2 separate regions of the Mus musculus genome follow, and region 1 is linked to region 2. Evidence: chromatin contacts called from public Hi-C data. All regions are on one chromosome and are shown on one strand. Each heading gives the region's core, a stretch centred on a gene start, on an enhancer-like site or on the middle of the called end of the contact. The rest is flanking DNA. Distances are from core to core; before and after follow the strand shown.

Region 1 (6,484 bases), core at 2,211-4,710, 180 kb after region 2:
TACAGGGAACTGTGATTTTAAAAATTATTTTAGTCAACATGTAATAACCATATGTACTGATATGTTACAGTCCCTTTTTAGTGTGTAGTTTTGATGCATGTTAGTGTATCTGTCATCTCAAATATCCGTCATTTCTTCATGATGAGGACATTCAAAATCCTGTACTTGAGCTATTTTGAAATGCACAGTAAATAACTGTTAACTGCCATTACTCTGACATTCCTACTCATTGATTTTATTCATAATTTTTGCTGTCTTTTCTGTCAATCACAAACCTTTATACCTTTCCCCTTCTAAGTAACTGCAACCACTACTTTCTCTGCTTCTATGAAGTCAATTACTTAGCTTCTGCATTTAAGTGAGAGTGTGGAACGTTCATCCTTTTGTGTATGACTTATTTCTCCCAATCCCACATTATTCATCCATCAGTAAAAAGGGGTGCTCTGTTCATGACTCGTAGCCACCGAACTTTCTGAAAAGTAACATATCAGCTTCCTAGCCTCAGAAAGCAGCTCATATTCACCCTTTCAGCTCTTTATCAACAGCACTTGGAAATTCCACCTAAGTTTCTATTTATTTTGTCTCTGTGTATCTATCAAGCTTTGGAAGGTATAGAATTTCTTGTAGTTTTGGGCTTACATTTTTTTCTTGGTGCAGTCACTGCAAAACGATGAGGCCAGAGCAAGAAAAAAATAATAAAGGGTAGAGTCTGGAACTCAGCGCTTTGAAGAGCTCAGCCTACACTTGAGGCCCCACTGCCCCCAGGACAGCTTAGTTTAACTTCTCAGCATCATGGACAAGGCAGAGCCTTGGCTTTCTTTTCTAGTATGTTGTAAAATGACTTGGGACTTACAGATGAATGGCTAATCAATGTCCCCTGGAAAATATCAAACTCTGCTATAATTTCCATTTAAATAAACATGTCTTCTGTATTCTACAACAAAATGTGCTTCGATCGCTCATTCAATAGAATTTGAATTTCAGATATTGAAAGGATAGAGTCCTTTATCTTAGAGGTCTTCTATCTTTAAAGATGACCTCATAGATCCAGAGAGCCTTTCAATAAACGTGTTCTCAGTAGTCTTTGAGGGAACTTCGGTCTTAGTGTGTTATTAATGGTCAATGTCAAGGATCCTGGCCACCGAGGGCTTTGGTCACCACCATTATCTATTCCATAGTGAATCAGATTCCATTTAGATTTAGGGTTAAGCCATTTTCTCTGAGAAGGTAGGTGACTTTTTCCTGGGTCGTTTGGGGATATTAATTATCTAGCAAAAGTTAGCTACAGAAGTTAAAATCCAATTAATAAAAAAAGAGAGAAACATTATTTTGAAAGGTCAAAAGTCACGGGGATCAAGAGATTTTGGTAGTCTCTTTTGAACATTTAAACTAGTGCCCTCTCTATGCATCCATGTGCCTTCCCCACCCTCACATGCCTGATTAATGCCCTCTCTGTATGCATCCATGTGCCTTCCCCACTCTCACACGCCTGATTAATGCCCTCTCTGTATGCATCCATGTGACTTCCCTACTCTCACATGCCTGATACCTCTCTTTCTCCTCCCCCTCCCGCTGGGCTGCTTCTTCCTGAATTTGCTCTACTTTGTTCAGACCCAGTCTTTGCTATTATCCATCAAATACATACAGAACTCACATCCTTCCTCGCTGTCAATGAGGTCTCCTTATTGGCCAAGAGTGCCCAGAACTGTATTCAAACCCCAGCTTCACTTCTTATTAACCTACAAAGGCTTTCTTTTGTTTGAATTGGTTTTTAGACATTGTAGTTCCTGGGTAAATATAAAAATAATTTAAATATAATTACATTATGCTTCCAGCCCCTCAGAAAAATCATTTTGTGGTATAAACTTTTAAAGCTACTCTATGTTTTGGTTTGCTCGCACAAAAAACATGATTAATATAAAGGTGTCTAATGATTATCATAAAGGTTAGCTCAGATCAAAGATACTGTGCTTAAGAAGATGTCTGTCACATAAGCTCTCGATAGCACTGCCTGAAAAGCATCACATGGTTTTTACTGAGTTTTAAAAGCTTAGTCAAGACCATTTTTTCTAACTCTACTGACATTTGTTACTGTCCTCTCAGCGGCCGTTCTCAGCTCTCATGTGACTTTTGATATCACACAGGTGGCTTTGGCATAGTGAGAAGAGCCCTGAATTAGGCATCTGTAGTGTGGGATGGAGAGCAGGCGGGCCCTGTCACATACTTGCTAGATTCTGGTAGCTTGAACCTTCTGAGCCCATTTCCTCACAGCAGGGAGGCCACACAGACAGATGTTTTAACCCGTGCCACGTCCTGTTCCAGATTCATTACATGGATCTAACTTTTTCAATACCCTTTACAAACACATTCTGAGGAGGATGCTGTTATCTCTACTGTGTGGATGGGGACACTGGGGCTCAGAAAAGAAGATCTGCTTGCAATGGAGAGGTAGGACAGAAGGCCAAGCATGTGCCTGTGACCACCCCTCATGGAAAGGCTTGTGTTCTCACACGTGGCGTGTAAGGGGGTGCTGGGGGGAGGGAGATGTTTACTGTGTTTGTTTCATATCCCCGTGAGAATGTATACTTCCTCAGAGTATATGGTATGCTTTGGGTCTTGATCTCTACTCTTTTTCCTTAGTACCAATTTGCAATTACAATTCACATTTAATAAATTTCCTGTTGACTTAAATGTGTGCTTTCTCTTCTTTAGCTTTCTCTCCCGAGGGCTTTCTTGCAGCCTGTTACACGAGTGAGTGTCCGGACAGTGATGTCAGAGTGTAGTCACCAACATTAACCATGACACGACACTAATACTAATGGTAAAATCGAAGGCTGCCGTCCACATCCGCAGTAGCAGGCAGTGCGGGTGGATCGCCTCGTTTAGGAGTTGGCCGTCCTAGGAATTGGAAGAAATAGAAGCAGAAGATGAATTACAGATTGCACTTAACCTGTCTTACCGTAGATGGGGAAATTGAGTGCTGGAGTAATTGTGTAACTGTCTTAATGTCACAGGACTAACGGGAGGTGATTCTTAGAAGCCCTGATCTGAATGCTACTGTGTTCAAAAGCCTCCACCGTCTTCAGTTAAAGAGAGACAGGAAAGAGCACAACTGGCATTTCTTAGCCACCTTCTCATTTGTTGTTTTACAATAGTTCACTGTCAAAATTATAATTTTGTAAGTATGGTTTTTAGTTTGTGGTAAAATCCATCATTTAAGCCATCTTCCGTGTACCGTTAAAGTTTACTAAAACACAGTTTATAGCCATCAGCACTATCTGTTTTCAGAGTCTTCCCGTAGTCCACACTACAAACCACAATTGTTTGACATTAACTTCCTTTTCCCCCTTCACCCCATGATGTAAATATGTTTTCTTTCAGGATATGAACAAGACCATTTGAACTCTTGAGGGCTGTCTGGCTGAGAACTTTGGTCACAGAGGCCCTGGTGAATTCTGTACCATCTAGCTGCTAATAGCTGACTCACTGTGGTTTGGGGCCTCGAAGCTTGTCCTATTCTTTCACTTCCTATCTGATAGAGGGCCCTGGGGGACAGGTGGCTTATCCTACCTGAACCAGGCTTTAAAGATTTCTCCTGTCAATTCTCCTCTGTTGCAGCAACATCCTTATGGCAAGGGCGCAGAATTTATGAGTCATCAGCCTTATTTACTTCAGAGCGACTTATAATGGCAAAAGGAAATGGCCGAATTTATTTGACATGGATCCACTGATTCTCAGGGTGAGGACAGAGAATCCTTTATCTTCTAGGCAGAAAGCATCCATGTCTCAGTAATGAATGGAACTGCGATGAAGCGGTTGGGCTGTAAATCCTAGGCTTCATCCATTTGTACACAAGATCACCCTGAAGGCAACTGACAGCCCTGGATCTCTGCTCTTCACTGACCCTTCCCAGAAATCCCTCTGACCATAGATAGTGGCAAACTGCTCATCTGTTTTGTCCAGTTCATGAAATAAACACAGATTTCTGGCCATACCTCACAGATGCTTAATGTTGCATTCTACCTATGCTCTCTGCTCAGTGTCGGTCACCCACACATCCCACTTCCTACCCCTTTGCCATATTGTCTTCCTTTACATACACTATAAAGTCTGTGTTTTGCTGTCTAGCTTTACTGAGTAACCTCTTTGATTTCCCTATGTGCCTTCAGACAATCTTATGTTACTATGAAACCTTCATTAATAAACAATAAAGAGTTGATAATGGTTTTATAAACTTCTTTTGTCCTGGTTGTTATTGATATATAGGTCTAGTCTCACCTCATTTAAAACACTTTTGCTGAGTGACAGTCTGTGACTAAGAGTACCTTAGAGGCCCCAGCTTCTCCTTAGAGCCTCCAGCTTCTCCTTAGAGGCCCCAGCTTTTCCTTACAGGCTCCAGCTTCTCCTTACAGGCTCCAGCTTCTCCTTGGAGGCCCCAGATTTTTCTTAGAGGCTCCAGCTTCTCCTTGGAACACACACACAGAATCAGAGTGGAAATCGAGGGACAAACATGGTGGCTTCTAGAGGCAGAGACAGATGTTGCTTACGTTAGGATGTCATAATGAACAGAGTAAAATGCTTTTAAGTATTCTTTTCCCATGTTTTATAAATGGGATCCAAATCAGACAACAGTTGCATGTCATAATCATTTATACATTTTGTATATATTCCTTTCATCTCTTTTATTTTGTAGGTTTTAAAGAGAGATTGAGATTAATCACACATAATTTCTTGAAACCTAATTTTGCTGATTTCATATTTGAATGCTTTCATCTTTTTTATTATTTTAACTCCTTTATTTCATGTGTATGTGTACATATGGTCTGCATGTCTGTGTGTATGTATACTCTCATGTGTGTGTGCAGGTGTGTGTGTGTGTATGTGTGTGTATGGGTATAGGCACATGTGTGTGGAGGTTGAGGGAATGGTTGGCTCTTTTGAGATAACAGTTTTCCACTATAAAAACTGAGGCATGGCCTCACAATTGAACCCAGAGCTCACTAAAGCAGGCTTGCATCCCTTGCTCCAGAGATCTTGTCTCTGCATTTCACATACTGGAATCACAGGTAAGCTCTTTATGCTCACCTGAAATCTCCATAGGTACAGAGGACTTCAACTCCTGTCCTCAGATGACTAGAGGGCAAGTGCTTTAACCATTGAGCTATCTCCCCAGCCCCCATTTCATAGTTTTCTTAGGCATGCGTCTCTCTCAAGCATTCCATATAAAGTTATCCTTAAGTAGGAAGGCAGAGGATGTCCTCCGTGGTTGTCACCTGCCCCTGAGATCCAGTGTCTGGTTCCTGACTAGGGAATGTCAGAGTGGAGCAAGTGTAAGTCATTTGACCAACTCCTCCAGGAGAGTGACTAACGCAGCTCCAGCCAGACATGAGGCCTCTAACAGTCCAACCCATGCACTTTGTACTACAGAAAAACAATGAGAACAAGACTGTCATTTCCATCATATATGTGTTCTTCCTAACTATTGACTCAGGAATTTGACTCTGTTTTCTATGTATCCTCTGTTTGCAATGGATGAACCATGCTCTTTTTATGGTGCATAATATTACCCAGGATGGCAGTAATTTTGCATGCAAATGAAGTAGAGGGATCTGGGAGAGACTATTTGCATATTCATGGGAGTGGGGAAAAAAGAGCTGGCCTCAGAGCCTTTTCACCTGTGTTCCCTTTGGCTCTGAGACAACAGGCGGGCAGCTTGATGGCTATCGGGGTCATAGTTAAATCATCTCTAAACTTCTAAGACTTGCTCCTTAAAATCTAGCTTGCAATTCTAAAATGCTCAGCTGAACTAGGGTGTAGTTGGTACTGTAACAAGAGTCTTTTCAAGTTCTTCAGCTAATCTGATTTTTTTGCTGTTTTAAAGGTTAAAAATATATATACTTTATTTGCATAAAGTTGCAAAACAAACAATGAAAATTAAAAAAAGTGAAAATTAATATCCACAAGAGCATAGGAGACACGGGGTAGGAAGGAAAGAGGGATGGAAAGATACATCTAATTACATAATTTGTCTTTGAAATTATGTTAGTATTTAAAAAAAAATCAAACAACAAAGGCAAATAAAAAGATTTACATCTCCAAAGTGAGGAACACAATGAAACAAATCTAAGCGGTTCCTGATTTTGTGACAGTGATTTTAGTGGTGGTGGCTTAGAAGTGATACAAAGGACTTTTCTGATTGGCCAGTGGCTCAGGGTTTTGGCTTAGGAAACCAGATTAACTGCCTTCTGCCGTTAGGTTATCTTTAAAATATGACCCCAGGGCAATTGTGCTCAGTTCCATCAAGTTGAGTTAAAGAAAGAAAACAGAGCGTGTGAACATTCCTTTAATGGACTGACCCTGGGCTATTGAACATTGCCTCAGCTCATGAAGACACATGGCCACAGGAGGAGGAAGAGAGGTTGGATCTGAGAGATAGATGGCCTATGTCTGCTGCCACAGGGTAGAATACAACACAATCATTTCT
Region 2 (6,992 bases), core at 258-2,757:
GGTTTTAGAAGGTCATCTAGAAAACCTCATATTGTAGGTAGACAAGACTACACTCACTGGATGGTCAGAAGGGAATGCGAAGCAAATGCTGAGGCTCACATGGTAGAACAAACCTGAACTAGTGATATGAATGGCAAGGTAAGAGAGGAGAGGAAGAGACTCGTTAATTGTTAAGTGTAAACCTCAGAGGCCTCCTGGATATCTGGGTATACACTCAGTGGGGTGGGGTAAGAGTGGGAGAGTGGGAGTGTGCCGTCACGTGAGTGTAGTGTGAAACCTGAAGGAAAGGCAAAGGGTGGGAGGGACGGAACGACTTCTAAAATCCAGAATTATTCTGTTTTAAATGTGCAGAGTGTCACAGTGTTATCTGTGGGAGATAGTTTAGTATATAGATTTATCTGCTAATGAAAGAAAAAGATGGAAACTTAACATGGTCTCCATTATACAGCAACCAGGTAAGGCTGTTCATTTGCTTGTAAAACAGTGTTGAAAGAAAATTTCTAATAAAAATAAAATGCTTCTATGGCTCTAAGTTAAATAGGCTGTCTGAGACCCCATTTACATCATCCTCTTACCCCAAGCTGTACTTCCTGGTAAGGAGAGAGGCATATACAGGAAGATTTTCACAGGTATAGAGGAAGTTCTAATATTGCAATGAAACATAATTTAATCTGAACCTGTCCTTTCGGTGAGGTAGGAGGTCAAACCCTACTTGTCTAGCAGTAAACTTTCCCTGGGCATCCGGCAAGTCGGGCCCCTTCTTGCTATCAGTTTTGGGGAGTGAATCTATATTTTAGTTATGAGTTCAAGTCTGGACCTGGAATTGCAGGATGGAATTGAAATAGAAGATCTCTTCAGAAAGAACGGATAGGAAGGATGGTTGTGAGAGACACTCTCCTTCCTAAAGTATGCTTTCAGATAGACTAGCACACTCCTAGATTGGAGCTTGAGTCATAAAAGATACAATTTTGGATGCCTGTCCCACCCCACTGTGGCTTGCCTTCATCAAGAATTTCCATTGGTCCCTCTACCTTACATAACAAGGCCAGAGGCTTCAAACAGTTTCAGGGTAAAAACTGTCACGTACTCTGGCAACTACTTGTACTCAGAGGTCTCCTAGTAGTGTCCGTGGGACTTTCCTTATGGATCATTTATGGACCTGAAACTACACTTGGAGTTGCAAGAGTTGCCTCTCGCGTCATGCCTCTACCATTCCTGTCAAAATTCTTACCTTAGCTGAACGGAGATCAGTAGTTCCTCCAGTGTGCCTTCCTCTTCAGCTCTTGAGGAAGGAAACAATCCTTTCCTCTAGCTGACGTGATGGGCTTCGTTCGCAGCTTCTATATCCTTTCGGAAATTCTGCAATTCCAACAACCTATAAATAAAACCTAGCTTCATTCACCCTCATTACTCCACGAAAACTATGTACTAAGTACATGTCCTGTGTAAGACACACAGGGGTATACAGTATGTTCTTGGCCAGTGAGTCTCGGGGGGTGTGGCTACAGCTGCCTGTTAATGCTGCATTCTTAGGGAAGGAAACTAGAAGACATGAGATAACGTGCTGCTGACCAATCCCGGGACTTCATTTTTCTGATGGGTGACCACAAGATTCCATAGCAGCTGTTTGACTCGTTTCTCCAGCATTTGAGGGAAGCCATCAAGGAAAACCACCAAGGATCCACAGGAGCAAAGTTTTCTGTACGCCATAGCCAGAGCCATAGCCATGTGCTAGCTTTCTGAGCCTGGAATGGCAGCACCGTTTTTACCATGTCTGGCAAACACAGGGGATCTGAGAGCAATGGAAGTATCTCTGTTCTCTCCCGGAGAACAGGATTACAGTCCCACTGCAGTGTACACTGCTCAGAACTTTGAGAGGTTTTTCTCTCCAGGTGGGGATTTCAGGGGAATGGAAATGTCTTTCGCACCTCTGCAGTCACCTGCTCTCTGAGAAGGAAACCAGCACTTAGAATTGTAAATATGCAAAATCAAGCTAGCTGAAAACAGTTAGCCTCAAGGGGTCATATTGAAAGATCATTAACTGGTATTATTTGAAAATATAAAAACAAAACAAATAAACAAAAATTAAATAGAGATGGCTTAAATACATGCTGATGGAAGGCTATTTATATTGACATACTCTTCTCATTCATTGATTCTATATGCAGCTGTTAAAGAATAGAGTTGCTTTATGTCTACAAAATAAACCTCAAAATACATTGCTTACTGAAAAGGGAAGGTAGAGAGTGCTTAGCTTTTGTGTGGGGGGAAAAAATCTATGGTTACATAAGCATATGATAGCTCTGATGAACACACAACAGACTGGAGACACTGGTTAGTATGGGCAGAAGGTCTAAAGAACTGGAAGGAAAGGGTAGACGAGAGATTTTGTTGTTCTGTGTACTTAGTTTTTGAACTTTAAGTTGTATGTATAAATTCACCATTCAATAGCTGGGCGTGGTGGCGCACACCTTTAATCCCAGCACTCATTATGTTAAGCAAAACAAGCCAGACTTAGAAAGGCAAACATCACATTTTTCTCTTGTATGCTGAAACAAGTTTGAGATGGGAGAGGAGGGGAAGAGGGAGAAGGGGAGGTAGGGAGGGAGAGACAGAGATTCAAGAAGAAGGAGAACTATTTGGGGAGGCAGAGGCAGGCGGATTTCTGAGTTCAAGGCCAGCCTGGTCTACAAAGTGAGTTCCAGGACAGCCAGGACTATACAGAGAAACCCTGTCTCGAAAAAACAAACAAACAAACAAAAACAAAAAACAAAAAACAAAAAACAAAAAACAAAAAAAAATTCACCATTCAAAAACACTATTTAAAAGGCAATTTTTATCGATAATGTATCTTTTGGTTGGTACATTTCTACTGAATTCCATAAATAGTCAGGTATTTTTAAAGTAATAGAAATAATTCCAACTTTACACATGGTTGGTGGGAATGCAAATTAGAATAGCCACAATGGAAATCAAGGTTCCTCAAAAAGCTAAAAATAGAACTACTAAATGACAAAGCTATTTCACCACCCAAAGAAATGAAATCAGCACACTATAGAAATACTGATGTACCTGCAGAATTAGCGTAGGTGCCAATCAATAGGTGATATGGATAAAAAAATGCTGTATACACAATGGAGTATTAATTCACTCACAGTGAAGACCAAAATCGTGTTATTTGTAGAGAATCAGTTGAACATGAGATCATTATGTTAAGCAAAACAAGCCAGACTTAGAAAGACAAACATCACATTTTTCTCTGGTATGCTGAGATGGGGGAGGAGGGGAAGAGGGAGAGGGGGAGGTAGGGAGGGGGAGACAGAGATTCAAGAAGGAGAACTATTTGGGGGGAAGAAGAAGACTGGTGGGAACAAGCAAGGCCTTAACAAGAGAGGAAATTGGTAAGATCAAAGCACATTCTATGCCTGTATGAACATACCATAATGAATCCACTTAGTCGGTACAATTAATAGATATTAATCAAAAAGAAAGACACTGTTCTCAGTGACAAGGATGAGGAAGTGAAGGAAGCCCTGTGAGTTGCACGTGTGGAGTCTGGGGCTTCCCAGCAAGGGAAAGATTTCCATTTCCATGATCATGTGGAAGGGGAGATCCCAAGATTGCTTAAAGATTCCCAGACAGAATTAATGGATTAGTCACAGTGCTTACAACTTAGTTGCTAAAACTCTAACCTCAGAGTCTATGAGGTTTTTTTTTTTTTTTTTTTTTTTAGAAAGGAACTACTTTAATTAAGGGAAACATTTGGGGGGTGCTCTCATAGACAGAGACTGGAAGGAGTGCTTCTAGATAAGCCGCATGGCAGGTCAGATAGCGGTACAAGCAGACTGAACACGGTGTGGTTTTTCATAATGCTCATCACCTAGAATTCTATTTGCCTATGCTAGTGTCTTTCTGTATTACAATGTAAGTCCCACTGCTCTGTCTTTCTCCCAAAGGTCTTCAATTCTTTTGTCGTACTAGGAATGTGACAATCGAGTTAGAGAGTTGGACACCCCAACATTCCAACCTGTGGCTATTTATTTCTCTTTGATCTGTTAGAAGGTAGCGAAGACACGCCCATAGGAACTAGGACTCAGGATTGTAGCCTTTAAAAGAGAGGTCAAAGTAAAAAATTCAAATCCCAAAGTGAATGGGAAATCAGAAAACTCATCAGATGTGGGGAAATGAGAGGAGGAGTTGACTACTGAAATATCTGGGGCAGTACAGGCAGAATAAGAAAGAGGAAGAGGAGGGCAAGGAGGAGGAAGAAAAAGAAGAAGAGGTGTGTGTGTGTGTGTGTGTGTGTGTGTGTAGGGGTAGAAAATGAAAAGGATGCCAATCAGCCAGCAAACAAATGAAAAGAAACTGTCTTATAAACAAACAACCAAGTGTGCAGCAAGAAATGAGAAGTCAGCCTTGTAGTAAGGCTGCAACGTCAGGAAGTGCAGGATTATCAGTGGAACATACTGGCTGCTGAGTCACTGTGGGACCGGAGACTTCTGCAGTAGTGGGGGTGGATCCAGTCACCCTGACTTAGGGTCTAGGTTGGCTTCAGAATCTAGGAGAGTGGGAAGATGAGTAAGCTTAGGGCTAATGTCAGACAGTTATGAGGGAAACAATCTAGATGGCTCTGAGCGCCCACTTTCAACCTTTGCGTAGAAGTCAGTGGGAAATTTACACAGTCGGTTATTTCTGTCTGAACACTGATATTCCAGAAGCTACCTGGCAAAAAGAGTCTAGAAACTAGCAACAGTGATCTATATCTGTAAACCCAGCACTCAGGAAACTGAGACCGCAGGATTGCAGGTTCAAGGCCAGCCTGGGCTGCTAATTGAGATATTGTCTCAAAAGGTAAAACTATCTAGGAATCAGAGGTGAGGACTCCAGGCAGGCAGAAGAAGCTACTCAGCCTAGCGAGCAAGTGCCACAGACCTAGGATGGAAAGGACTAGTGTTAAAGAGCGGAACATGTTGGAGGCATCTTGTGGATTTAATAGTTGTTTGTCAATCCCAGGTCAGGGATCAGGTGCAGGTGACCCCAGAAGACCTTTGTATGACACAGCTTGTGAGCTCTCAGAGTTAAAGGTACAGGTGGAGCCATTCGTCTACTTCTGTGTCTCTGGGCCATGATTTTGGTCTCCTTATCTGAACCAATATTGGTGGTTTCCTGGAAAGCTTCTTTGGCTCTTCAGTCATGAGACAACTTCTTCTAGCTTTTGAGTTTTATACACAGAACCTTGAAAGTTTACAAAGAAAGCCTAGGTCTCCTGAGCTATCCTTACAATGTCTTCATGTTGTACTATGTATGTGTTTCTGTGCGTGCATGTGAGCCTAGAGATCAAGGTTAGCTGTTTACCCCAGCGTTTTAGATGGATGATGGGGATCCAGACTCAGGCCCTTATGCTTGGTGGGGAGCATTTTACTTACTGAGCCATCTCCCCTTCTCTATGAAACCTTAATTCTTTCTCTCTTTCTCTCTTTCTCTCTTTCTTTCTTTCTTTCTTTCTTTCTTTCTTTCTTTCTTTCTTTCCTTCCTTCCTTCCTTCCTTCCTTCCTTCCTTCCTTCTCTCTCTCTCTCTCTCTCTCTCTCTCTTCCTTCCCTTCCTTTCTTCCTTCCTTCCTTCCTTCCTTCCTTCCTTCCTTCCTTCCTTCCTTCCTTCCTTTCCTTTCTTTTAAGTGAGTATTGCATGCTTTAGGCAATGTCTACTTTCTGATGAAGATCTTGCTAGAGGGATCCAAGAACCAGTGATGCTAGTCTGGATAGCTACAACTTACAGATAAACACAAGTTTTGGCAAAGATATTGTAAGAAATGAGCTGCTGCCGTTGTGTGTTTCCATAAAACATGCTTCTGTAGACTCACACACACATTGGAGACAGTCTTTACAGACACTTCTGTTTTCTTATTGGTTGGTTCTTTGTGTTTAAAAGCAAGATCTGACATTTCCTGAGAGCCTCTGCAGTAAAGCTGAGTTACAGAAAGCTTAGCTGTGTGGAACCAGAGTTAAAGTAGGGGAGGATTGTACTTGCTTTAAACTCTGGGACCATTAAGCATTCTATTGTTCTCTTACATTATAATGGCTACATGCTCCTTGTAGAGAGTTTAAAGCCTTGCTGTTTCAAAAATATGAATCATGTTTTATCCATCACCTAGACAACCAATCACCTCCTACCTTTTTATTCTCACACCTTAGACCTGTATTTCACTGCCTTCTTTAATTCAAGCAAAGCAGTTTTGAGCACTGGCAATCAGCTCAGAATCACAAAATTAAATAACAACAAGAACCCACTCCACATCCTAAACTATGGTTTTGAAATCTGAGACACTGCCGGGCAATGGTGGCGCACGTCTTTAATCCCAGCACTCGGGAGGCAGAAGCAGGCAGATTTCTGAGTTCAAGGCCAGCCTGGTCTACCAAGTGAGTTCCAGGATAGCCAGGGCTATACAGAGAAACCCTGTCTAGAAAAACTAACTAACTAACTAACTAACTAACTAACTAACTAACCAACCAACCAACCAACTAAATCAATCAATCAATCAATCAAGTATCAAAGTTGCCAGAAACAGGGTCTCATTCTGTTTCTGTGGTCCCTACAACTTGGTTTCCCAAATAGTCTGTATACAACAGAGATTCATTCAAACATTTGATGATTACCCATAGTGTTCCAAGAACTGTTTATATATACCCTGATGCCCTGGGGTCAACTTGAAAAATTCTAATTGAAGTAAGTTGCTTCAGTCTGTTCTGACAAGCTCATTTCCTATCATTCTTTGCTCATTCTCTACCGGTCAGGCTTTCCACATTTCTGCTATTTTTCTCTCTCTGGAACACCCCTTCTCAAATGTCTGCAAGGTTTTCTCACTAATATTCTTCATGTTTCTGTTCAAATATCATCTGATTAGAGAAGATATACTATATAGCACCTTAATTAGAATATCATGCCACACTCTTCCTTTATATACATTCTGGTCGTTTTCAGTCCCCTTAGCATA

The links. A called contact is a pair of places that touch in the nucleus more often than the background predicts.
Region 1: a contact with region 2 is called in a Hi-C map of the CH12 cell line. The contact joins two enhancer-like sites. A contact is called at or near these places in 1 of 39 promoter capture datasets (the HPC-7 cell line), 2 of 484 Hi-C or Micro-C datasets (the CH12 cell line and LSK cells), 3 of 115 datasets of contacts at active chromatin or transcription factors (bone marrow-derived dendritic cells and bone marrow-derived macrophages) and 1 of 9 other capture datasets (pancreatic islet).

Annotation. Positions count from the first base shown.
Region 1 is chr9:52,353,296-52,359,779 of GRCm38.p6, forward strand. No RefSeq gene overlaps it. Among named protein-coding and RNA genes, the nearest start is that of Gm25562, 65 kb to the left of the region's middle. Within about 2 kb of position 3,461, at least 28 of the 459 cell types and tissues checked have an H3K27ac peak or open chromatin away from gene starts, as enhancers often do. A contact at or near this core is called in the CH12 cell line, the HPC-7 cell line and bone marrow-derived macrophages, where this site is marked.
Region 2 is chr9:52,171,179-52,178,170 of GRCm38.p6, forward strand. No RefSeq gene overlaps it. Among named protein-coding and RNA genes, the nearest start is that of Zc3h12c, 25 kb to the left of the region's middle. Within about 2 kb of position 1,508, at least 10 of the 459 cell types and tissues checked have an H3K27ac peak or open chromatin away from gene starts, as enhancers often do. A contact at or near this core is called in the CH12 cell line, the HPC-7 cell line and bone marrow-derived macrophages, where this site is marked.